Regions from separate parts of the Anser cygnoides genome. Here region 1 is linked to region 2. A link is a contact called in public Hi-C data. All regions are on one chromosome and are shown on one strand. Each heading gives the region's core, a stretch centred on a gene start, on an enhancer-like site or on the middle of the called end of the contact. The rest is flanking DNA. Distances are from core to core; before and after follow the strand shown. Region 1 holds the start of AP3S2 (adaptor related protein complex 3 subunit sigma 2). Region 2 holds the start of PDIA3 (protein disulfide isomerase family A member 3).

Region 1 (5,935 bases), core at 1,860-4,359, 170 kb after region 2:
GCACCTCCGCAGCCTCAGATAATGGCGTCTCGAACAAAACGATGATGTCAGCAGACCCACAGCCCCAGGTAACCACAACGCGTGGACACGGTGCTTGCAGTGCCCTTGGAGCCTCAGCCAATCCAAATCCGCAGACACAATTCTTCAGCAGCCTCTCAGGCTCAGCCAATCAGAACTCGGGGGCATGACCAGGGGGTGAGGAGAGCAGCCTCAGCCAATCACAGCTTGCGGACATGATGCTCGGGGCAGCTCGGCAGGCTCAGCCAATCAAACAGCACGAACTCGGCTCTTCAGCAGGCTTGCAGCCTCAACCAATCAGAACGTGCAGACACGATCCTTGCCGCAGCCTGACATTCTGCGCCGACCACAACGTGCAGATGGGATTCTCCAGCAGCCTTGAAGCCTCAGCCAATGAAAAAGCGTGAACGTGATTCTTCTGCAGGCTCACAGCCTCAGCCAATCACAACGAGCGGACATGATCCTTGCAGCAGCCTTACAGCCTCAGCCCATGGTGTTTTGTGGGCATGATTCTTCAGCAGCCTCGGAAGCTCAGCCAATCAAAACTCATGGATATGATTCTTGTTTCAGGTTCACTGCATCAGTCAGTAAGAATTGGTGCACATGATGCTTGCAGCAGCCTCACAGGCTCAGACAATTGAAAAGTGCGGACACAATTCTTCTGCAGGCTCACAGCCTCAGCTGATCAAAACTCCCAGATACGATCCTTGCAGCAGCCTAGCAGCTTCATCCATTCAAAAGCAGTGGACATGATGCTTGCAGCACCTTCACAGCCTCAGTCAGTCAAAACTTGCAGACATGGTGCTTACAGAGACCTCCCCGCATCAACCAACCAAAATCTGCAGACACAATCCACGCAGTGGCCTTGCGACCTAAGCCAATAAAAAAGTACGGCTACATTCCTCAGCAGGCTTGCAGCCCCAGCCAATCAGAACTCAGGGACTTGAACTGTGTAAGGAGGATAGCAGCCTCAGCCAATCACAACGCACGGCCGTGATCCTGTCAGCAGCCTCACAGCCTCAGCCAATCCGAATGTGCACACGCGACTTGTCATCTGCCTTGCAGGTTCAGCCAATCAACACTTGCAGTCCTGATGCTCGCTGTAGCCTTGCAGCCTCAGCCAATCACAACTTGAGGACATGATTCCTGCGGCAGCTCCTCATGCTCAGACAACGTAGTCTTGCAGACATGGTGCTTGCAGCAGACTCTCCACATCAACCAAACTGTGTAGACATGATCCCTGGAGCGGTCTCAAAGCCCGAGCTGATGAAAAAGTGTGGGTATGGTTGTTCAGCAGGCCTGCAGCCTCAGCCCATCGTAACTCAAGGACACAACGTGTGTAGGGAATAGCAGCCTCATCCAATCAGAAGCCGCGGATATGATCCTTGTAGGAAGATGCTAACCTCAGATCATCACAATACACGCTCACGATCCTTGCAGCAGCCTGGTAGCCTCGGCCAACCAACACCTGTGGACATGAAGCTTGTGGCAGCCTGGCAGGCTCAGCCAGTCAAAAAGCACAGACACGGTTCTTCAGCAGGCTCACAGCCGCAGCCGTCAGAACTGGTGGACATGATTTTTGCAGCTTCTTCACAGCCTCAGACCATGGCACCTTATGGACATGGTACTTACAGCACCGCCACCGCATCAACCCATCAGAACGTGCGAACGTGATCCTTACAGCAGCCTCACAGCCCCAGCCACTCAAAATCTGCAGACACGATTCTTCAGCAGCCTTGAAGCCTCAGCCAATCAAGACCGGTGGACATGATCCTTGCAGCAGCCTCACAGCCTCAGCCAGCGGTGTCTTGCAGACCTGATTCTTCAGCAGTGTTGCAGGTTCAGGCAGTCACAATTCAGGGCCATGATCCTTGCATCACATTTGACGCACCAGCCAGTCCAAGCTCACAGACACGGTGCTTGCGGCAGCCTCTGTGCCTCAACCAATCACAGCGCGTATCCTCCCACCCGTGAGGCTGCCGATAGCAGCCTCAGCCAATCAACACTCACCGATGTGATCCTTGTAGGAAGGTGTTAGAATCGTGGAATCACAGAATGGTTTGGGTTGGAAAGGACCTAAAAAAATATCTAATTCCACCCCCCTGCCATGGGTAGGGCCCCCTGCCCCCAGCCCAGGCTGCCCCCAGCGCCATCCAGTCTGGCCTTGGGCACTGCCAGGGATGGGGCCCCCACAGCTCCTCTGGGCAGCCTGTGCCTGTGCCTCACCGCCCTCTGAGTGAAGAATTTCTTCCCTATATCTAATGTAAATCTCCTCTCTTTTAGTTTGAAGCCATTACAAGCCAGTGGCCATTGATGTGGTTTTCTCTGGTGAAATGGGCATGGGTTGTTCCTTTCACCACCATGCCCTATGGGGCATGCATGCCGCGGTTTCGGTGTTTCACTCTGGTGTCACTCTGGTGACAGGCACAGTGCTGGGGCAGGTCTGCACCCATGGGTGCAGGTGGCCCCTCCTGCAGAGCCTGGTGTCCTTTCTCCTGGATCTTTGCCATCTTGCCCCTCTTCAAATCAGCAGCGTTAAATCCTGGTCACAAACGAGGTTTTTGTATGAAGGCTGTAGCAAAGATGGCTTCTCTGTACCCAAGGTTATTTTATTCCCCTTTTCCCACCAAGCAATGATCTTTACGTTCCCTCTTTCTTCCATCGCACAGTGCACTGAATCCTTCTCGCAGCCCTTGATGTCCCTCCAGCCGTGACCGCCGTGCCATCCCTGTCTGTTAATCCCGGCCCCGTGCCCTTTGTCTCCCTCTGATTTTCTGGTGGGGAAGGCGCTCGGGCAGCTGGCACTGCCGGGGGCTGGTTCCTCCCCGTGACCCGACGGGCCGTGTTCCTTCACCGGTCTCAAAGTCGCTCAGCACGGGGGGGTCGCAGCCGGCGGCCGCCTTCCCGCGCACCTGGGTGCCGGTACCCCGCGGTAGCGGGGGGCGGGGCGAGCCGGGGCCCCGCCCACGACCCCCCCCCCCGAAGGGCGTGGCCAGCCGCACGGCCCCGCCCAGGCGCCCCCGCCCCGCCCGGTCGCCGCAGCCCCGTGGCGGTGGCGCCCCCTGGCGGCGCGGACGGGAGCAGCTGCGGGGCCCGCGGCCGTACCGGGCCGTACCGGGCCGTACCGGGCCGTACCGGACCGGCTCGTGCCGGGCCGTGTGGGACCGTGCCGGGCCGCGCCGCGCCAGCCCTGGGCCGGCCGCAGGGGCCCAGCTCGCGGCCAGGGGGAGCGGCTGCGCTCGCGGCCCGTGCCGCGGGGGGGTCCGCGGGTTCCCGCTGAGCCCCCCCGGGGCGGGGGCGCGGGGACCCCGGGGCTCTGACCGCCGGGCCCGGAGCCGCCCCGCCGCCGCGTTTCCGGGGGCTTCCTGCGGGGGGGCCGCGGCCGCCGCCGGCCCCGTTCTGCTTCCGGCGCGTCCCGGGGCAGCCGCCGGGATGATCAACGCCGTCCTGGTGTTCAACAACCACGGCAAGCCGCGGCTCGTCCGCTTCTACCAGCACCTGGTGCGGGGCCGGGGGCGGGGGGCAGCGGGGCTCGGCTGGGGCTGGGGGCCCGGGGCGGCGGGGGCGGGCGGGGAGCGCTGGGTGCGCAGCCCCACGGCAGGGCCCGGGCCCGCGGGGGGTCCGGGCGGCGGCGGGGCTCCGGGCTCCGGGCTCCGGGCTCCGAGCTCCGGGCTCCGTGCCCTCCCGGCCCTCCCGGCCCTCCCGGCCCCGCCGGCCCCGAGCAGCGCGGGCGCTCCGCGTCTCCCCGGGCCGCCGTTCCATGGCCGCCTGCCCTCGGCTCCCCGCAGGCGGAGGAGGTCCAGCAGCAGCTCATCCGGGAGACCTTCCACCTCGTGCTCAAGCGGGATGAGCACATCTGCAACTTCCTCGAGTGCGGCAGGTAACCGCCTGCCCCGTGGCGAGGGGGCGGCCCTGGGGGGCTCAGCCCCGGCCCCGCACCTGCAGCCCCTTGCCCGTGTCTCCGCAGCCTGTTCGGTGGCGCCGACTACAAGCTGATCTACCGGCACTACGCCACGCTGTACTTCGTGTTCTGCGTGGACTCCTCCGAGAGCGAGCTGGGCATCCTGGACCTCATCCAGGTCCGTCTGCGGGGGGACCCCGCTGCCAGGGGGTGGCCGCCGTGAGCGCGGGTGCGGCTGCTCAGCCCCCGGGTGCCTGGGCAGAGACCCTTGCCCGGAGCAGCTGGAGATGCTGTGATGGGCAGCGGGTGCTGCCAGCAGCGGGGACAGCGTGGGATGGTGTTCCCTGCCATGAGTCGTGCCCAGACCCTTCCTCCTGGGCTGGGTGCTGCAGGCGTGATGGGGCTGGATGCTGTGCACAATGGCTGCGTCCCAGGGCAGTGCTGTGCCCGCACGGGGTGCAGCTGTGGCAGTGCTGGGGACACCCCTGGACCCTGAGTTGGGGTGCTGGTGCTGGCAGGACAGCAGTGCCCAGGTCCACAGGGAGCCCGGTGCCAGCGCAGTGACACCAGCACCGGGTGTCTGTGCCCTCGGCCTGTGACTCTGTAGCAGCACCAGCACTCTGCTGGGCCCGGAGGGGGGTGCCTTCCCCCATGTGCGGTCCCTGCTGGCCGGCCCGGCCTCCTCAGCATCCCCGTGGCACTTACACGTCTGAAACACGTCTGTGCATGGAAGTGACAGAAGCTGCTCTGTGAACGCAGCCAGGTGCTGCACGTGTTGGCTGACACACGGCTTGGAACTCGCCTGTGGGGAAACACCAGGGAAGTGCACCTCAATGAACGTATTATTCCTTTTTTTAAATCGTGTTCAAAACCTGCGTAGACTTCCAACGTGACCTTTGCTAAATCCAGCAGAGGCACACTGAGAGTGCTGGCGCAGCAGGCTGTGGGAGGATGCGTGCTGTGCCCGGATCAGCTGTTGTGGCTGCGCAGTTCCCAGAGCTCAGCCCCTTTCAGGCAGTTCCAGCCGGCTGCAGGCCTGCCCCGGGCACGGTGACCAGCCCTTGTCCCAGCTGGTGCCCGTGGCTGCAGTGGATCCAGGCACCAACACCTGGGTTTCTCCCCCAGAAAGGCCAAGTTCTGCATTTCGGTGCAGTTGTCCTTGTGCCAGGCCCTTTGAGCTTGGCCCTGGGTCAGATCCCTGCACCTGGATGTTCTGGGTGCCAGGGGCAGTACCAGGAACAGCAGAAGACAATAGCAGCCGGGTACAAAAATCTCTTCGGGGGAAGACTGCCTTTTGTTGTCCCAGCACCATCAGGCAGTGCCCCTGTAAAAGGCGTTTTCCTTGTCTGGCTGCACCCCACGCAGGTCTGCCCAGCCTGCTCTGTGCCACCCCTGTCCTACAGCTGTCCCTGGTGCTTCGGCTTTCCTGGGGCACGGCTCCTGGGGAGCCTTGGTCTGGGCAGGTGGGATTGTTGGGGGCAGGTGGGATTGTTGGGGGTGGGTGGGATTGCCAGGCCTTGGCCCTGGTTAGGCTGCCAAGAGCGATCTGATGCATTCTGGTCAGGGCCGTAGCTCTTTGTGGGTCCTGCTCTGCGCTGACCTTCCCTTTCCCCCCCCCTCAGGTGTTTGTGGAGACGCTGGACAAGTGCTTTGAGAACGTCTGCGAGCTGGACCTCATCTTCCACATGGACAAGGTGGGTTCCTGGCTTCTGCCTGCTCCACCAGCGCGTCCCTTGCCAGCCCCTCGCTGCTCCGCAGCCCTGCCCGCTGCAGTGCCCGCGGCCCCGAGTGCAGCGCCTGGCTCCAGGCCCGGGGGCTGTGCAGGGGCTGCCGCGAGCTCGGGGCTGCTGTGCCCGGAGTGAAACCCTGCTGGGGCCGCGTGCTCTGCTGCAGCGTGCCAGGGCTTTGTGCCTGAGGGCTGCTCCTGGGGGCTGCCCCTGGGCAGCAGGCTCCGTGCTGCGGCTTTGCTCCTCACCTTCCACAGGGACCGGCGCTGGCGGAGCTGCGCGCGGCTCT
Region 2 (6,261 bases), core at 43-2,542:
CGCGGTGCCCGGCTCCAGCCCGGCCACTCTCGCCCTCCGTGCAGCTCCCAGCCCTCCCCCCGACAGAGGCGGCCCCGGAGCCCCCTGAGACGGAGCCGTGCCGCAGCCCGCCCGGCCCCGGCCCGCTCACGCCGTTCCTGCCGTCGGGGAGCGCCTGGCGCCGCAGGGCCGACTCCGGCAGCCTTCTCTCCGGGCCTGTAACCCGAGGCCGGGCTGCCCGCTCGCCCCCGCGCTGCAGAAAATGCCCGGGCCGTTGCGTTACTGCGTTATTGATGCCGGGGGCCGGCCCGCTCGGGGCCGGGGAGGGCAGGCGGGGCCGAGGCGAGGGGGCTCGACCTCCTCCTGGGCTCGGCGCCGGCCCCCTGAGCCGCACGGCGCCCAGCGGTACCGTGGAGCCCGCGACAAGGGCGGCGGCGCCTCCTGCCGGCCCCGCAGTAACGGGGCAGGCGGCGCCCCGCTCCCCCTGCTCCCCACGCAGCTCAGGGCTGCCGGGGGCACCGAGCACCTCCGCAGGCGGCCCAGCAGCAAGGACCGCGCTCCCGCCCAGCGGCTGAGCAGCACGAATCACCGCTGCGCGCCGCGGGGCTGGGAGAGGCCCGCAGCCGGGGCCGGCTGGGAGCGCCTCGGTGCCGGGAGCGCTGCCCCGGGAGGCCGGGGGTCGCGGTGGATGGGCGCCGGCGGGAGCGGAGCTGCCGGCGCCTCGCACCGCGCCTGCCGTGGGCGTGCCGGGAGCCTGCGGCGGGGCACCGCCACCTGCCCGGCGCGGCGGGCGGGAGCACCGCCCTCGGTGGCGCAGGCAGGGGCTACTGGGCGACAACACCGGGGCCTCAACGCGCCGCAGCGCTTCCCGCGGCCACGGCCGTTAAAGGAGCGAAGTCCCTCGCGAGCGCCACCCCTGCCGGGGCACGGCCGCGTCCCCGACCGGGGGCCCGGCAGGGTCGAAGCGCTCGCGGCGGCTCAGAGCCGGGCGTGGCGGCGGGGCCCGGCGCTGCGGGACGGGGCGGGCGCCGCGCTAGGCTCCAGCGGCGGGGAGGCCCCGGAGCAACGCCACGGCCCCGGCGGGCCCCGACCCCAGGGGCCGCTCCCCTGCGCGGCCGCACCGGGGCGAGCGGCCCCGGCCCCGCCCCCGCTGGGGCCCTGCCGGCGCCGAGACCCCGCGGCCGGGGCGGGGCCGCCGCGGCTCCCCAACCGCCCCGCGCCGTAGCCCATTGGCCGCGGCTCGCGTGACGCGCGGCACGGCGCCCAACCGGGAGCTGCCACACGGCAGATCCGGCTGGCGAGGCGGGACTTCCGGCCCGCGGCCCCCGGCGCTTGTTCCCCCGCCGCCGCCGCCGAGCAGGGAGCGCAGCCCCGGCCGCCGCCGCCATGTCCGCGCCCCGGCCGCCGCCCGCCGCGCTGCTGCTGCTGCTCGCCCTCACCGCCCGGCCCGGCCGCGCCTCCGACGTGGTGGAGCTCAGCGACGCCGATTTCGAGAGCGGCCTGGCCGAGCGCCCGGGGCTGGTGCTCGTGGAGTTCTTCGCGCCCTGGTGAGGGGCGGCGGGGGGCGGCGGGGCCGGGCCGGGCCGGGCCGGGCCGGGCCCGGGGGGCGCCTGGCGCGGGCAGGAGGGCCCGGGGCGGGGGCGGGGCGGGCTGGGGCGGGCTGGGGCTTCCCGGCGGGCCTAACCCCTCCGTCTCCCCAGGTGCGGGCACTGCAAGCGGCTGGCGCCGGAGTACGAGTCGGCGGCGACCCGGCTGAAGGGCATCGTGCCGCTCGTCAAGGTGGGGGCTCGGCCGCGGCGGCTCGAGCCGGGGGGGCGCTGACCTGCGGGAGGCTCCCGGACAGACTTCGGTCAAATAAAGGCGTCGGTGTCGCAGCCCTCCGGTAGCCTCTGCCCGTGCGCGCGCCTGGCCTTCCGTGGCCCTTGGGAGCCCTGCCAGGCTGCTCCGCTTTGTGGGCTCGAGCACCAGGGAGCGGTCGGGAAGCTGAAGCCTGTGGGGGCTGCGGCCCGTTCGGTTGGCCTGCAGAGTGTGAAAAGGGTGTGTGCCGCTGCCCGAGGGAGGGGAGGGCCCTCCCAGGCTGGGAGGAAGAAACCTCCTGTGAGCTGCGTGGTCCTAGTCCAAGAATTAGCGTGCGATGTAGTCACGGTGTTGTCCCGTGACTTACAAAGTAAGGGACGTTCTTCAAGAGTTTTCTGCCAGAAAACTTGCGTAGTTTTGTTAAATGAGGGTCTTCCTGTTCCTTTGTGGGAAGTGCTATGGGCTCCTGTTTGCTTCAGGCATGGCAGGAACCGTTAGGGTTGGTAACGTGCTAAGAATGGTCAATTCTTGTTGAGCCTGTCATTGATTGCAATAATCTACTCTTTCTCAGATTTTTTTTTGCATATAGTCGTGTCAAACCTACAACTATTTAATCTTTCCAGTATTTCCTCAAATATTTTTCTGGGTCTTTTATTACATCTGTGCTGTTACACCCATTACATCCTTCCCTGTTATTGATTTCTCAGTGGTAATCTGTGTGATGAGTCCCCATTGGACCACTTGGTTGGGTGCTAGGCCTGGGTTCTAATCTTCTACATGTGAGTCAAATAGATGCTTCTCAGATCCTTGCATTTTGTGTGGAAGGAATCCAGCCTTGGTTAAAAGCATGTGAGAGCTTTCCAGCCATCAAACTTCCAATTTATGTGTGACGGTGTGGGTAATGGCAAAGCTGCTTTTCTTTGGGTATACGGGTTGCTAGGTCGCTGAGCAGCAATATTTCTATTCCTTTAGGTTGACTGTACAGCAAATTCAAACACCTGTAACAAGTATGGAGTCAGTGGATATCCCACCTTGAAGATTTTTCGAGACGGAGAAGAGGCAGGAACCTATGATGGGCCCAGGACAGCGGGTAAGAGCTTGTTAGTCTCAGCATCTCGCTTGCTGAAACAGTGCTGGAAGGCAGGCCCACACTGAATAGGCTTGTATCGGGGACGTTAAATGTATTGAGAGGTACAAAGAAGAATCCCACCTACACGTACACGTTGCCCCTCCCAGAACTCTTTGTGCTGTGAAAGTCCTGGATGCTTAGGATCCCTTAAAGCTCTTCTAAAGGTGAAGGTTTCTAAATTGTCTCTCAGCCATAGCACCCTTGATGGGTGGTATGCAGAACGTGCTTGAGGGGAAGACCTCATACAGATAACTTCTTGTTCCATGGTAATTGATCTCTGAAGTCGTTCTGCACAAGTGAGAGGGTGTTCTGTGTCTGTCTTGATGAGCTTTCTTGGAATGCATTATTTGTACCAGTACAGCTTTCTGTTACACCTAATAGGCATACCATGCAGCTCTTGGTATGAGAGCATTGAAAAAGATCCTTTTTGTAAGGGCAATGCTCTGAAAAGCTCTGCCTTTCTTAGACTAGTTTTCAATGTGATGGCATGGAAATACTTAAGAGAAAGTGCTGATGACAGTCTTCCAATTCATATCGTATTTATCACGTGGCACCAGGTGTGTGGATTCTGGAGAAACAGCTTTTGTTTTAAGGAAGCTTGAAAAATGTCTTTTAGAACTTTGTATTCATCCCTTCAATCATTTCATTTTTCTTTTAAGATGGAATTGTCAGTCATCTCAAGAAACAGGCAGGACCTGCTTCAGTGGCTCTCAGTTCTGTGGCTGATTTTGAGAAATTCATCGGTGATAAAGATGCTTCTGTAGTGGGTGAGTAGAATCAGTGCAGCACTGAAATGAGTGGACATTTGGCCCTGGAAAATCTGGGAATATACAGTGAAAGGATGAGAGGTGCTATCAGACTGTAGCAAGGGAAGTAGCAGCTGGATGTGAGCAAAAAAGTTTTTCATGGCAAGAGTGAAAAAGCACTGGAACGTGTGCCCAGAGAGGTTTTGAAGCTTTCAGTCTTGGAAATTTTTCAAAACTGAGTTGGACAAAGCTCTGAGCAATCTGACCTGTCCTTGAAGCTGGTTCTGCTTTGAGCAAGAGATTGAACTTGGTGACCTCTGGGGATTCGTTCCAACTTTTTTTCTTTTGATTCTTTGACTGTCTTTCAGTCTTCTTGGCACTGTAGTGTTTGTTTTTTTTAAGCTTGTTGCTCTTTTGGCTGACTGACAAGAGGTAGCTTTTGTTTTGTAGAAGGTACACTAGGGTGGTATTTGTCAGCATTGCATGAGCTGATCATGGTTTACAAGTGGCAATAGCAGTTTTGCTTTGTCTAGATCAGGTGTCATCATACAAGTGGAACGGAATGAGTATTGATCAGCAGTCCTGAACTTAGTACCATTGGCTGTTGTTACCACTAGCAGTGTCTCGTGTGGTTGCAAATGGAAATCTTCATGCTCAGAGGACATCTTTCTTTTAGATGAATGACTAATTCTTGAGTAACTTCCTGCTGATGGAAGGGAGGGAATGTTTCACTAAAAATGGGAGAGAAGCTGTCAAAGACGGGCCTGGACATGCATTGGAGGGCTTGATTCAGAAGACATCTTTCAATGCATTGTAAAGATAAATGATGAGAGCTGCACAGTAACTGTTGCTGAGTTGGTTTGGGGTCACCATCTGTCTTTTTGCTGCAGGCTTCTTTGGAGATGCATCTGGTGATGCTTATTCTGAATTCATGAAAGCTGCCAACAACTTAAGAGATAACTACCGTTTTGCACACACCAGTGAGGAGCAGTTGGTGCAGAAGTATGAGGAAGATGGAGAGTAAGTTCTTTAATGTAAAGATTTCTTGTTATTGAGACATCTGGAACAAATTCATGGATTCCAGTTCTTAACTGGATTAAGCTTCTGAACATAGTTTAAGGTATTGTTGCTTTTCCAAATGCCAGTTGTGTGTGTGTGTGTGTATACGTATGTAGTTTAAATATCTGGAATTGAGAGTTGCAGGATGGGGAGAGTTAGTGTTTGCCTCCAGGTGGGAAATGTCTCAGCAGAGGTGTTTTGCCTCCCCCTTGCTTGCTATGTTCTTTTTAGTTTCTCACTGTAGAAGGCCATGTCCTGTCTGAATAACAGAAAACAGCCTGACAGATAGATATAATGCAATAGTGACACCGAGAAACTAGCCAGTCTTGCTGCATCTATGAACATCGAATGGGGGTAGTCACTGGAGATCAGGTTTTTGCTTCCTCTAGCTGCTGCCCTTTGGAAGCTTAGGGACACTTTGAACTAATTCATGATATCTGCTTCCCCTCAGGGGTATAGTCTTGTTCCGTCCTTCACGGCTCACGAACAAGTTTGAGGACAGCACTGTCAAGTACACAGAAGACAAAATCACCAGTGGAAAAATCAAGAAATTTATCCAGGAGAACATGTGAGTGTTTCCTTACTGGAGAACATGATAGACGCATCTATCTGGAAGTGGATTCAGACCTGTCAGAACTCATTTTTTCTCTACCTGGCGTTGCTGTTGCTTCCTGTTTAGTTTCCGTAAGAGCTGTCTTTCAGGCACTGTGTCCTTTGGGATATCTCCCTTCTTTCTGGAAATCCTGGCATGGTTGTTGGCATCTACTCCATAATCTAGCAACTATAGTTGTATTTAAGAAATGGTAAACTTCCTGAGAAGTATGCCAAATTTGGCTTTAATTAGGTCAAATATGTTAACTGACGTTGTGGCTAGAGATGGAGATTTGACTTGGTACATGAATGGGCGAAGTGTTTCTTACTTGGGTCTTACTGCTTACTGAACATTCTTGGGTGTGAAACAGGAGTGTACTGTATCAAGACAAGGTTTTGGACAGTGAAATCAAAGCTGCTAACCTCTCTTTCATTGATAGCTTTGGCATCTGTCCACACATGACTGAAGACAACAAAGACTTGATCCAGGGGAAGGACTTGCTGGTGGCATACTATGATGTGGATTATGAGAAGAATGCAAAGGGCTCCAACTACTGGCGTAACAGGTACGCAGTGGCCGGGGTGGTGTTCATCTGCTTCTCTTATTTGGTCCCTGTGTTAGTGCTGTTCCAGAGTTCCATTTACAGAGTTTCTTAAAACTGTTTGTATGGGAATTATTCTCTCTCAGAAAAATTCCAGGTGGGTTTCTAATCAAAACTACCAGGCTGGCTGCTGTCTGCAGAACCAAAGGCATTTATCATTTGGAACCCCACCATATTTGCTTTTGGATCTCTAGTCCCTTGACCTTAAACTGAAATTTCCTTGGTAAGGTTATATGGTATTCTGTCCTTCTTATTCACCACTGCCTTAGACCTTAGTGATCAAGCTGATGGTTAAAAGATGAATGAACCTAACGTTTGCACAGGCTTCATTCAGAATAAACACAAGCTTGCTTGCTTA

Evidence for each region. Hi-C and Micro-C count contacts between places; a contact is called where the count stands out from the background.
Region 1: a Hi-C map of liver shows a contact between it and region 2, with 2.0 times the contacts expected there. The contact joins the promoter of AP3S2 here to the promoter of PDIA3 in region 2. A contact is called at or near these places in 2 of 7 Hi-C or Micro-C datasets (both in liver).

What each region holds. Positions count from the first base shown.
Region 1 is chr11:471,650-477,584 of Taihu_goose_T2T_genome, forward strand. It overlaps AP3S2 (adaptor related protein complex 3 subunit sigma 2), which reads left to right and starts at 3,110. Exons shown (of 6, transcript XM_067003750.1): 1 at 3,110-3,519; 2 at 3,807-3,898; 3 at 3,986-4,097; 4 at 5,542-5,613. The coding sequence starts at 3,451.
Region 2 is chr11:305,090-311,350 of Taihu_goose_T2T_genome, forward strand. PDIA3 (protein disulfide isomerase family A member 3) reads left to right here and starts at 1,293. Exons shown (of 13, transcript XM_067003563.1): 1 at 1,293-1,526; 2 at 1,680-1,758; 3 at 2,749-2,866; 4 at 3,565-3,672; 5 at 4,542-4,671; 6 at 5,162-5,278; 7 at 5,742-5,867. The coding sequence starts at 1,366.